Linked DNA regions of Sus scrofa: region 1 is linked to region 2. A link is a contact called in public promoter capture Hi-C data. All regions are on one chromosome and are shown on one strand. The core of a region is the stretch at or near the end of the contact, and the rest is flanking DNA. Distances in the headings are between cores, read along the strand shown. Region 1 holds the start of FAM110B (protein FAM110B). Region 2 holds the start of UBXN2B (UBX domain-containing protein 2B).

What was found. Promoter capture Hi-C pulls out the DNA fragments that hold promoters and counts their contacts.
Region 1: a contact with region 2 is called in a promoter capture Hi-C map of fetal liver, with 4 times the contacts expected there. The contact joins the promoter of FAM110B here to the promoter of UBXN2B in region 2. A contact is called at or near these places in 2 of 5 promoter capture datasets (fetal liver and liver), 7 of 47 Hi-C or Micro-C datasets (embryonic fibroblasts, fetal liver, mesenteric adipose tissue and 4 more) and 1 of 2 datasets of contacts at active chromatin or transcription factors (skeletal muscle).

What each region holds. Positions count from the first base shown.
Region 1 is chr4:74,744,084-74,749,338 of Sscrofa11.1, reverse strand. FAM110B (protein FAM110B) reads left to right here and starts at 3,351. Exons shown (of 4, transcript XM_013988070.2): 1 at 3,351-3,655. It overlaps LOC110260291 (a long non-coding RNA gene), which reads right to left and starts at 4,160. Exons shown (of 2, transcript XR_002343316.1): 1 at 4,033-4,160; 2 at 2,749-3,209.
Region 2 is chr4:74,434,624-74,440,004 of Sscrofa11.1, reverse strand. It overlaps UBXN2B (UBX domain-containing protein 2B), which reads left to right and starts at 2,355. Exons shown (of 8, transcript XM_001924982.7): 1 at 2,355-2,490. The coding sequence starts at 2,407.

The DNA.
Region 1 (5,255 bases), core at 2,102-4,601, 310 kb before region 2:
TGGCGTCAGGTGGACTAACTTTTAAATCCCCTAATTACTACCTCCATGACCTTGGATGTGTCATTCACCTTCCTGGGCCTGAGCTTCCTCTTTATGAAATGGAGCTCATAATATTTATGCTTAAGGCCATCTTCATGACTGAAAAGGAGGCATGTACCCTGCCTAGCACAGACCAAGTCCTCCATAAATGACAGCTGTAACCATGTTAAATGGCACGACTCAGTATTCATGAATGTAACTCAATTGTTTTGACTCCTCCGATCATTAGCAGGAACAAGTAATAAGCTGTGAACTATTCAATAAGCGATAACCCCGGGGCAGCTGGCTCTGGTGGAGCCACCTCTCTCTGCAGCAATTGGCGCTTCTGCTTAAAGTTAAAGATTCTCTTATCTCTGCTTTGCTGGGAGCTGGCCTTTTCCAGGGTGATTGCTTCAAGCAAATCCTTCTCCTCCTAAGGAGCATTCCTTGCTGCTTTTTCTATAACCTCAGAAGAGCCAAAAGCTGTGCAAGGAAAAGACAAATTGAGCACGTCTGATCAGAGGGCTTCTCAAGTCTTTTCCTGTGGAATTAAGAGCACTTATTCATGGATCTCATTCACCTTCACCCTGGCTGAGCATCACAGCCTCTCAGGGAAATTTTTTAAGTAGATGTGCCTATTCCTCCTCCCCACAACCTGGAGAACTGGTGTCCTTAGGGGTATTCAGGCAATTCTGTTTCTGGGTTTGAAGACCAGTGTCTTATGCCATGTTTCCGGGTGGGTTTGGGACAGATGGGGTTGTTGGAGCCCAGGTCAACTGAGAGATGCTGTACCTCTCTAAGAGCACTTGGGTAAGGAAATGGCACAGGCACCACATGGATCTGGCACGTGGATGCGGGAAAGCTCCAGGTATTTGATTGACATTTTCACTGGGGAATCATAGCCAGTCACTTGAACAAGTGTCAATCAGCATTGGGTCTCAGATTCCAGAACTAATTTTTTTTTTTTTTTGGCTTTTCCTTCTAAGTTACCCTGTCATGTTTCTAGAGTTGGGTCACCTCCTTATATTGTTCTTTGCTGGGGCTCAGATCCGTTGATGCTATGTTATTATTCAGCTCATGAGCTTTTATACATGAAATTTCACTAGCTGTCCATGCAACATGGTATATACCTGTGTGAAGGAAGACTGGAGAAATCTCCAAACTGGGATCAGAGTTCCCACAAGACACCCAAGGCTCAAAGCAAGGTCCATCCAGCCCACCCTCCGGCCAACAGCACTCCTACTGCTCACAGTGACCTGTGAGTCATGGTTAAGCAACACAGTGATTAGTGTAAGGATGCTTGTTTAGGGTACTAGTCAAATACTGTTACATACTTCTAGAGACAAAAATCTCTGTGAGACAGAAGAATTCCAAGCATTGGCCAATGGCCCACTTCTCCTGAACAATAAAATTCCAGCACGACAGACCAATTTCAGCAGTTCCTGAAAGTTTGTAGCAGACCCTCCAACTGTCAGTCCAGAAAAAAAGGAAAGGTCCTATTCAGCAAATATCAAGACTGATGAAGGTAACTTTTATTGGAATAAATGATAACACAAAAACATCCATGGGGATAGTCCAGTTTAGACATGTTACTATCTTATCTCTGATTTTCTAACCACATCTTTTATTAATTTTTGGTTTGCAGAAGGACAATGTGAAAATATAAATTCTACCCTGGGTAACAGTAATACCCTAAATGATACCCTTAGTCCTATCACAAGGTAGGGCTTCCTGCTAAGTGACCTTCTCGGCATATAGTCTATTACAAAGAAGCAATTTATGTGACAGAAGCTACAACTCCTAATATTCAGAGCCTGGATCATTTGGGAATCTTTCACGGCTTCACCAGTGAGTATTTTGGAAAGCAACCTAGCTCGAAATAGAATAAGCTAAAAAGATACTTTACCAGTGCCTTTCCTCCAAAGTCCAGAAATTTTGAAGGGTTTCCAGAGAGCAGCTGCCTGGAGGGGCTTGTTCCTGTCATCAGGATGCTACCTGTTTCTGTTGCTCTGTTGGTTTTCTTCTAGATTGGCTTTCTTCTCTAACAGGCTGCCTCCAGCTGCTGCAGGCTTACATGGTCTGGCCTTGAAAGAAAGCTGCCACACCAGTTCAGAAAAAGGACCCTCCCTCCACTAGGACCTGTGCCAGCCCCCTTCCCCTTAGTGCCAGGGAATGAGAGGCACTCTGATTGGCAGGCCTGGGTCACGTGCCCTTGTGATGGCAGAGACAGCGTGTATCACAAAACAGCAGGGAGCAATCCCCAAAAAGGAAGACACTGGGGCAAAGAAGTTAATTTTTTTTTTTTAAATAGACTTCTTTGGAGTGAGAGAAGCTGGTTCCATTTGCTATGGGAATGATGAAAAGGAACTTCATTTTGTAACATGATTTTGGGAGTTCATGGAGACCACAACAGAATCTGTGATCACATGGAATGCATTAGTATGCCAAAGGAAAGTTCCATTGAAAACCCAGGATCATGTCACTTTCTTAAAATGGTTCTCCTGTAAATAGCCAAAAATCCATTATGGGGAGCCTGAGTTTTATTTATGTGATAATTTCTGAACTAGAATGGAACAGAGTCACACAGTTCAAATACAGATGCTCTTTCTCAGAAAATGGGATGAGGGCAACTGTATTCCAAAGGTACTAAAGATATAAAATAAAGTTTTGCTACATATTTTACAGAAATACTTATGTTTGCATCTCATTCAAATTCAACCATTTTGATAAATATAGATTTTATCTTTTCGAATTCTTAGTTGCAAAAATTAAACTAGAATGGGTTTAATCTTCCTAAAACAATAAAACCCTCAAAACCCCAACCAAGTTACTAAGCAAATCTAAACAAAAAGCAATACCAAACCATGCTTTATGAGATGAATAAAGATGCATCCTCAAGGGTTTACTTAATTTTGAAACATCAGTTGGCCCATACTCTAGGGACTGTATATTGTGTTAGACATTTTTTTCTATGTTCTTCATCGTCTTCTTCAAACCTTTTTTAGACTCATAAATGTCTGCAGAAATTTAGTCTACAAATACCAAGACTGTCCATCTGAGTATATGAGTTAGTCAACAGAGAATGTCTTCAGGCACCAGGACCTTCTGGAGGGTTGACTGATGGGTTATCACTTTCACAAACAGGCTCCAGGTCTGGGGTTTCTTGGCAGTTGGGATCCAGCGATTCTCGCCTGGGGAGAGAGTGGGGGTGAGTTGGAGGTGGGGAGGGGGTTGGAGTGGGAGTGAGGGGCGGGGACGGGGTGGGGGAGGGGACTAGAAGTGGGGGTGCGGGAGGGGGTGGAGACAGGGGCGGAGCGCCCCGGGGGGCGTGCACACTCCTGGGGACACGCGCTCTGGGCGCCGGCACCGCGCTCCGAGTTCCCTCCCTCGCTCTCTGGCGAAGGCAGCCCGAGCCCTCCCACTCTGTGCAGCCCGAGCTGCCGCGGCCGCCGCCAGTCCGGCCCTCCGCCGCCCGCGTCCCGCGCCCCCTCGGCAGTCCCCGTCCTCGCTCCGCCCTCCAGCAGCCCCGGCGGCCCGGCCCTCGTCCCTCGCCGGCCCGGACTCTCCCTCCACGCCGTTCGCCGGAGCCCGGCGCCCTGCTCGGGCCGCACCGCTCGCGGCCCGGAGCGCGGCCGAGGTAAGACTGGGCCGGGGGCCGGGGAGGGATGGCCGGGGCCTGTCGGGGACCTGGTCGGGGGAGCCGCACCGCGCCGCGCCCCGATCGCGGACAATGCCGACGCCGCGCGCGGCCGCAGAGTTGTCGGGTCCGCCCCTGCCGCCTCCCGGCGGCCTGGGTGTCGGTTCCTCTGGGCCCGGGGGCCGCATGGCCCGGACCGACCCGGGCCGGTGTTTCGGGCCGCGAGCCGGAGCGCGGGACCACTGCCCTGCCCGCGCCCCCCGGGCCCTGGATGGGGGCCCCGGAGCGGCGGGGAGGCCGAGCAGGGGATGGGCGTGCGTGGCGAGGTTGGGGGGTTCCCACGGAAGAGGGGGGGTCGGCGAGGGCTGGGGACCCACCGGGCCGGGGCTCCTCGAGTGGCCTCTCAGCTCGGGTGCCGAGTCTTAGGTAGCCTGTAATCGCTGGCGGAGAATTCTTGCAAGAAATGCAGATTCAGAGGCTCCGAAAGTTTGTTTTTGGTTCCTCCCTCCAGCTCCATCCATGGTCTCAGTTGTCTGGACTTTCTTTGAAAGCGGAGGGAATTGAAACAGAATTAAATTGTCCTCAGCTCACTCGTGTCCCCACCACCCCCACGGAACTCGGAACTTGGCCGCAGGGCGGTTGCGGGTTGCGGGAAGGCGCGGAGCCCGCTGCTCAGCCAGGAGCTGCAATGTCCCTGGCAGTGACAGCTCTCCCTCCATGCAGGCTGGTGGGGAAGCGGCAGGAACTTTGCTGCACGCTTAAATCACTCGGCAAAGTGGAAAGCCAGCACCTGGTGCCCTGCTTTTTTTAACCCTTTCAAGTTGGTGTTTAGATTTATTGAGCCATAAAAATAAGCAGGCTTTCTTTCCCGCTCGAGATACAAGCTAACTTCGCATTTTTTACTGTGCGAAATCTGGCACGCATCTGTGACAACATTGCGTGGCTGGCGTCGTAAGGACTACACACGGGTCTGATTTTGAGGATTTTGAGAAGGGGAACAGGATAGTAAAATAAGCATATTTGCGGTATAAATGGTATGACTTCCGTTTTCTCTGTTTCCCTTGTTGGCTGTAAAGCTATTTATTTAGCCTTTCCCCCCCAATTTACACTTAGAGTCATTCCATGGGAAATACTTGTACGTATGTATTTTGTGACATGGCCACCTCTGGTCATTCAGATGAGCTATTAATTAAGGTTATTTTGACAAAGGGGTGAGTTAATGGTAAGCCAGAGTTCTTCCTGGGGTGACATTCCAGTTGCTTTACCCTCTAGTATTTAATCTGTGGTGTTACCGTCCATGGTATTTTGTCAACACGGTAATCTGCAGAGTTTAGAATAGTACCTGCAACACCCCCCCTAGGTAAGTAGCCGCTGGTTTTCTTTTTAATTTTTATTGTCAGTCCATGTGTTTTTTTTTTGTTTTGTTTTTTTTTTTTTTTTTTTTTTTTTTCTGTTTGGAAAATGGTTGTCTGGGTTTTTTTTTTGTTTTTTTTTTTTTTTTTTTTTTTCATCCCAGGTCTTTCCAGTCATGGTCGGTTTTAAGTCTGTGGTTTACTCTTAGAGCATTGAGGTTGGGTCGTTTTGCTTATGAGTGAGGAGC
Region 2 (5,381 bases), core at 1,106-3,605:
ACAATCCAACTAGGAACCATGAGGTTTCGGGTTCAATCTTTGGCCTTGCTCAGTGGGTTAAGGATCCGGCATTGCTGTGAGCTGTGGTGTAGATTGCAGATGCGGCTCGGATCCCACATTGCTGTGGCTCTGGCATAGGCCAGTGGCTACAGCTCCGATTAGACCCTAGCCTGGGAACCTCCATATGCCTTGGGAGCGGCTCAAGAAAATGGCAAAAAGACAAAAAAAAAAAAAAAAAAAATTGAATCAGACAATATTTACTCTTTCACATCTGGCTTCTTTTACTCAAGATAATATCTTTGAGCTTCATCTATGGCGTTTGAATCAGTAATTTCTTCCTTTTTACTGTAGAGTAGTATTCTATTGTACTAATTTCTCAAAGTGTTATCCATTCATTGTGCATGGACATTTGGATTGTTTCCAGTTTGGGGCTATTATGAATAAAGCTTCTATGAACATCATGGTACAAATATCTTTGTAAACATGTTTTCATTCCTCTTAGGTCAATATTTAGGAGAGTCAATGCTAGGTCTTATGATAAATGAATATTTAACTTTAGAAGAAACTTTATTTTCCAAAGAAGCTGCAGCATTCTACATTCCCACCCGCAATGTAGGAGAGTTCCAGGCAGAAAGCCAGGGCAAACATAGCTCATCTTGCTTGTTTCCCTTCTCTGGCATAGCACAGATCTGAGCTGTGCTGCCTTTGATTCAATGTCTGAAAATAATCATTTCAGATATCTCATCTAGCTTTTTTCATTGCTGGGATTGGAAGGGCAAGTCCAGTACCAGGTACACTATCATGGTCAGAAGCATAGTCCACCTGGGGAGCAGCTTAAAAAATATGATTCTTGGAGTTCCCGTCGTGGCTCAGTGGTTAACGAATCCGACTAGGAACCATGAGGTTTTGGGTTCCATCCCTGGCCTCGCTCAGTGGGTTAAGGATCTGGCGTTGCTGTGAGCTGTGGTGTAGGTCACAGACACAGCTTGGATCCCTCGTTGCTGCGGCTGTGCATAAGCCGGCAGCTACAGCTCCGATTACAGCCCTAGCCTGGTATCCTCCATATGCCATGGAAGCAGCCCTAGAAAATGCAAAAAGACAAAAAAAAAAAAAAAAAAAAAAAAAAAAAAAGACGCTTGAGGGGTCACCCCATATTAATTAAATCTGAGTTCCTAAGATGGGGAGAGGGTGGAGGAAGGGGTTTTCTAGTGTGCATCAGCCTTGACAATCACTGCCCCAGGGCGTAGTCCTCATCCTTCACTAAAGCAAGACCCTTTAGCACCACTCCTAGGCCTGCATCTTGAGTCTAGATCTGCACCCACATTCCCCAATCCCCAAGCCTCTTTTGTCACTTCTCCTAAGGTTCGCCATGCAGGACTTTATCAGCACGAACATGGTATTTCAAACATGCTTCTCCCTGTGGTCCCTTCTGGTCCAAAGTCTACCACGAATACTTATCCTTCAGAGTCAGCCAAAATACCATTGGCTCCGTGGGACGTAAAGAAGAGCCAGAGATTTCTAGGCAGAATGTTGTACTAAAAAGAATATTGGGACAACCAACAAATGCAAGGTTTAGTATCTGGTACCGTCACTTACAACAGAGTAAACTGTTATTTGAAACTTGGTTTCCTCAGGTATAATACGGTTACCTGGCAGAGGGATAGAGGAGATTACACATAAAATGCACCCAGCATGGGGCTCATAGCAGAATACTCCCCTCCCCACTCCACAGTCCACTCATAACATTCCCTGCAAAGCGCTACTGCAAATGGCATTTTATTATGTTTATATTTCTCTTTCCCCCACTAGACTGTGAGTTTTATAAATATCGGAACTACTTCTTTTTACCTTTGCATCCGGGAGCATAAAAGTGCCTGGGATAAGACAGGAGTTTGAATGAAACTGAGATGAATAAAGAGAATTTAGTAGTCTCCTGACCTCAAAGAGCGTTTACTGTGTTCTTCCTCCTCAACCCCAATTCACGCTTCGGGGGCGACCGTGCCACCCAGTCTTTGGTAGGGAAAGGAGAGAATGTGACCAAGACTGGAAAAGTAAGGATGCGCCTTTCATCAGATGAAACATCCAGAGGACGTTTTCACCGTGGGTTTAAAAGAACCCGCCAGTCCGTGCTGCCCTCCAGGGCGGCTCCGAGCACCCTCAGGCGTGGGACCTGGGGAACCTGGGTTTACGAAGAGGTTACTCCGCGAGAAAATTCTGAGGCCACTTCCTTTTGGGAAAGAAGCGGGTCAGGACAGGTGGGCGGGCGCCGGAAGCGGGGGCGCGCGGGCCTTGGGGGAGGCGGGGGCGCGCAGGGACCGCCCCGCCCGCCCCGCCCCGCGGTTGCCAGGCAACGACCCCGGAAGTCGCGGGAGGCGCGTCGGCGGCGGCGTCGGGAGCCGGTGAAAGATGGCGGAGGGCGGTGGCGGCGAGGCGGGCGAGGAAGAGCCGAGGACGCCGGGGCCGCGGCCCCCGAGCGCGCGGGACTTGCAGGTGCGGCGAGCGGCAGGGGTGAGGGCGCGGCGGCGGGGACGGCGCGGCCGGGGGCGTGTCGGGGCCGCTGTGGCCGAGGCGGAGCCTTCCCCAGACCCGCCCGGGGACAGAGTTGGGACTCGGGAGCCGTGGGTCTCCCCGGGCGGCGCGCGGGACCGCGGTGCTGGTAGAAACAGGTGTCTGAGCGCTGCTTCCTCGGGTGCCCCTGCCTCGCTTCCCCCACCCCACTTGCAGTTTAAGAAGCAGCTGTTGCTTTAGAATGGCATTTCACGGGGTCGGTTGAGTACTTCACAGGTTGGTGCTTCGGGCAGGAGACTCTGGAAGAAAGCTCTCTCTCCTGTGGCCATAGGGGAATCAGCATCACTTCAAAAGTCACAGCCTCTGCGGGCCTGATCTTGCTTATCCTGGAGGCTGTTTCTGGCTTGATCACTTAAATGTAAAGAGGGTTCCTTTTTATCAGATAGCTTTTTCTTGTAGAGGGGTAACCTAAAAAGTATTTCACCCTATGACTGCACAGCTTGGTTGTAAAAGCTACAGTACAGAAAAGACTGCACAGAAGAAACGGGAAGATAAAACTTGCTAATATTGAAGGACGTTGACATTAGCCAGATATGAGCGCACCAAATCTTACTACTCATTTTAGGGGTTTTTTTGGTTTGTTTTCGTTTTTACTGTCTCTTTGTAAGATCATTGATAAAATTCAACAACCAAACATCTGTAAGGAACTATCGTTAAAAATAGATGGCACTAAATCCAAGCCTTGGTAGAAAAGTTCTGTTACTTTATGGTCACATTTTCATTGTGTATCTGTAAATGAACGGATACTGAATACCTGTCCTATAACATACTGCTAAGCTCTGGGAACGCAGAGATAAATAGGACATCAAATCTACCGCGGAGGCTGTGACACTGATGAAGAGTATAGAAGTATAAAAGGCATTTCACTATTATTTGCAGAAATAATATAGGAATATTTTTAGCATAACGTTTTCAGATGGAGTATGGCTGAGTGCCAAGATAAGCTGTGCATAAAATGTTGAATTTGGAGAATGGAGTGATCAGTTGTCAGGAGACAAAGTCAAGGTAGCATAGTTCTAGTGTTCGTAAGTCTGTTCAGTAGTAAACAACCAAGGAGTAGGAAGGTCTTATCTGCCTCATCTCTTCTGTTGTACACCACTAAGAGACATATGCTGTTGGGGAGAAAAATGAATTTCTGGTCAGAACAGCTTGGGTTTGCATTTGGCCCTGCCACTTAGTGTGAATCTCGGGAAAGTGTTTTAACCTCTCTGATCCTCCGTGTCTTTATTTTCTAAACAAGAGGTGGTGTTGATGGTGTCAAGGATGAAATAGAGAAATGTCTATAAGTGCCTCTTCGGTCCCATGTTATCCTGGCTCAGTTACTTGCATAGTAAATATTTGGTTCTTTTTCCTTAAAAGGAGAGAAATGCTATCACTTGCCCTGGTTAGTCCAATCTAATGCCATTAAAGTTAAAACTATAACTTAATATCACGTCCTGAAAACCTGTTTCTTCTTTTTATGTGGAAAGTGAGAACAGCTTGGTTAATGATTGTCTGATACTTGACACTTAGACTTAATCCACTAGATTAAGGTATGATTAATTGTTGGAGATAATATGATAGATGTCCCTAACTGTGATCAAGCCTTACTTTCTACCATCACTTAGAAAATAGGATTTCTTTTCATCTCCTATCTACCTTCTGGTAGGTAGGTTTAGGTAGCTAACTGATATTGTTATGAATGTGATTTGGTATATAAAATATGCTAAGTATTGATAATGTTTCCTTTAGAATTTAACAAAAATGTGAAGAACTTGCAAAGACACCTGAAAACAACCAAGGTGATGACGTATAAAGAAATAGACTAGTATCAAAGGTTTAAAAGAATTGGATAGTGTTCTTCTCTCCAACTGGTTTCTTGAATATTGATTATGTGGGGATTATCGTGTTATTGTTTAATCTAGCCATGTTTATTTTGCCACGCCTCCTAGGATTTGTGGGCATCTAAATCTGGAGCGATTTCTGATAGCCTAGAAAGCCTTCCAGCCCTGTGAGCATCCAACTCAAAAGTGCACCTTAGTGTGGCAGCTAAGGTGTACACACTTAGGGGTACTTTTACTTGTTCCTGTTACAATCACCCTTTTCCTCAATGATACCGGGAAAGCCTCTTACAGCGAGTTGACTAGAAAGTAAAAGTACCTATTGAAAACTGAGTAACTCTTAAAATAAGCATGGCTTGATTAAACAATAGCAAGATAATCCCCATATAATCAATATCCAAAAAACCAGTTGGGGAGAAGAACACTGTCCAATTCTTTTAAACTTTTGATACTAGTCTGTTTCTTTACACGCCCTCACTTTGGTTGTTTTTAGGTATCTTTAAACCTTCGGTGCTAGCGTGTTTCTTTACACGTTATCACTTTGGTTGTTTTCAGGTGTCTTTGCAAGTGCTCTCTCTCTCAAATCAACAAGTAGATCTTGGGCCCCTTCGACCTCCAAAATTGGGAACATGCAGAGGGGAAGTTGGGGACAGGGTTGTCAGTGACAGTACTCACCCCGGGAACCTCAGGCTCATTAGTATTTTTGAGCATTTTCAGATCCCCTTGTCTCCTCTGGTGCCCCTCAGCCCTCCATACATGGCCTTAACAGTTGCTTAAAGTATTTAAGTATATGCTTCTGCCCCAGATTTCCTCCAGAATAATATGAAAGGAAAAGATTTCTGTTTGTATATTTTTATTTCTGGGTAGGTTGGAGTTGGGGAGCATTGGGGCAACCTCATACTTCTTAGGATTAGGAGCGGGCTGGGGGTGGGGGCAGAGAGGAGTCTGGGAGTGAGAAAGGAGTAGACTGTCTGACCCTGAGTTACACTTGCC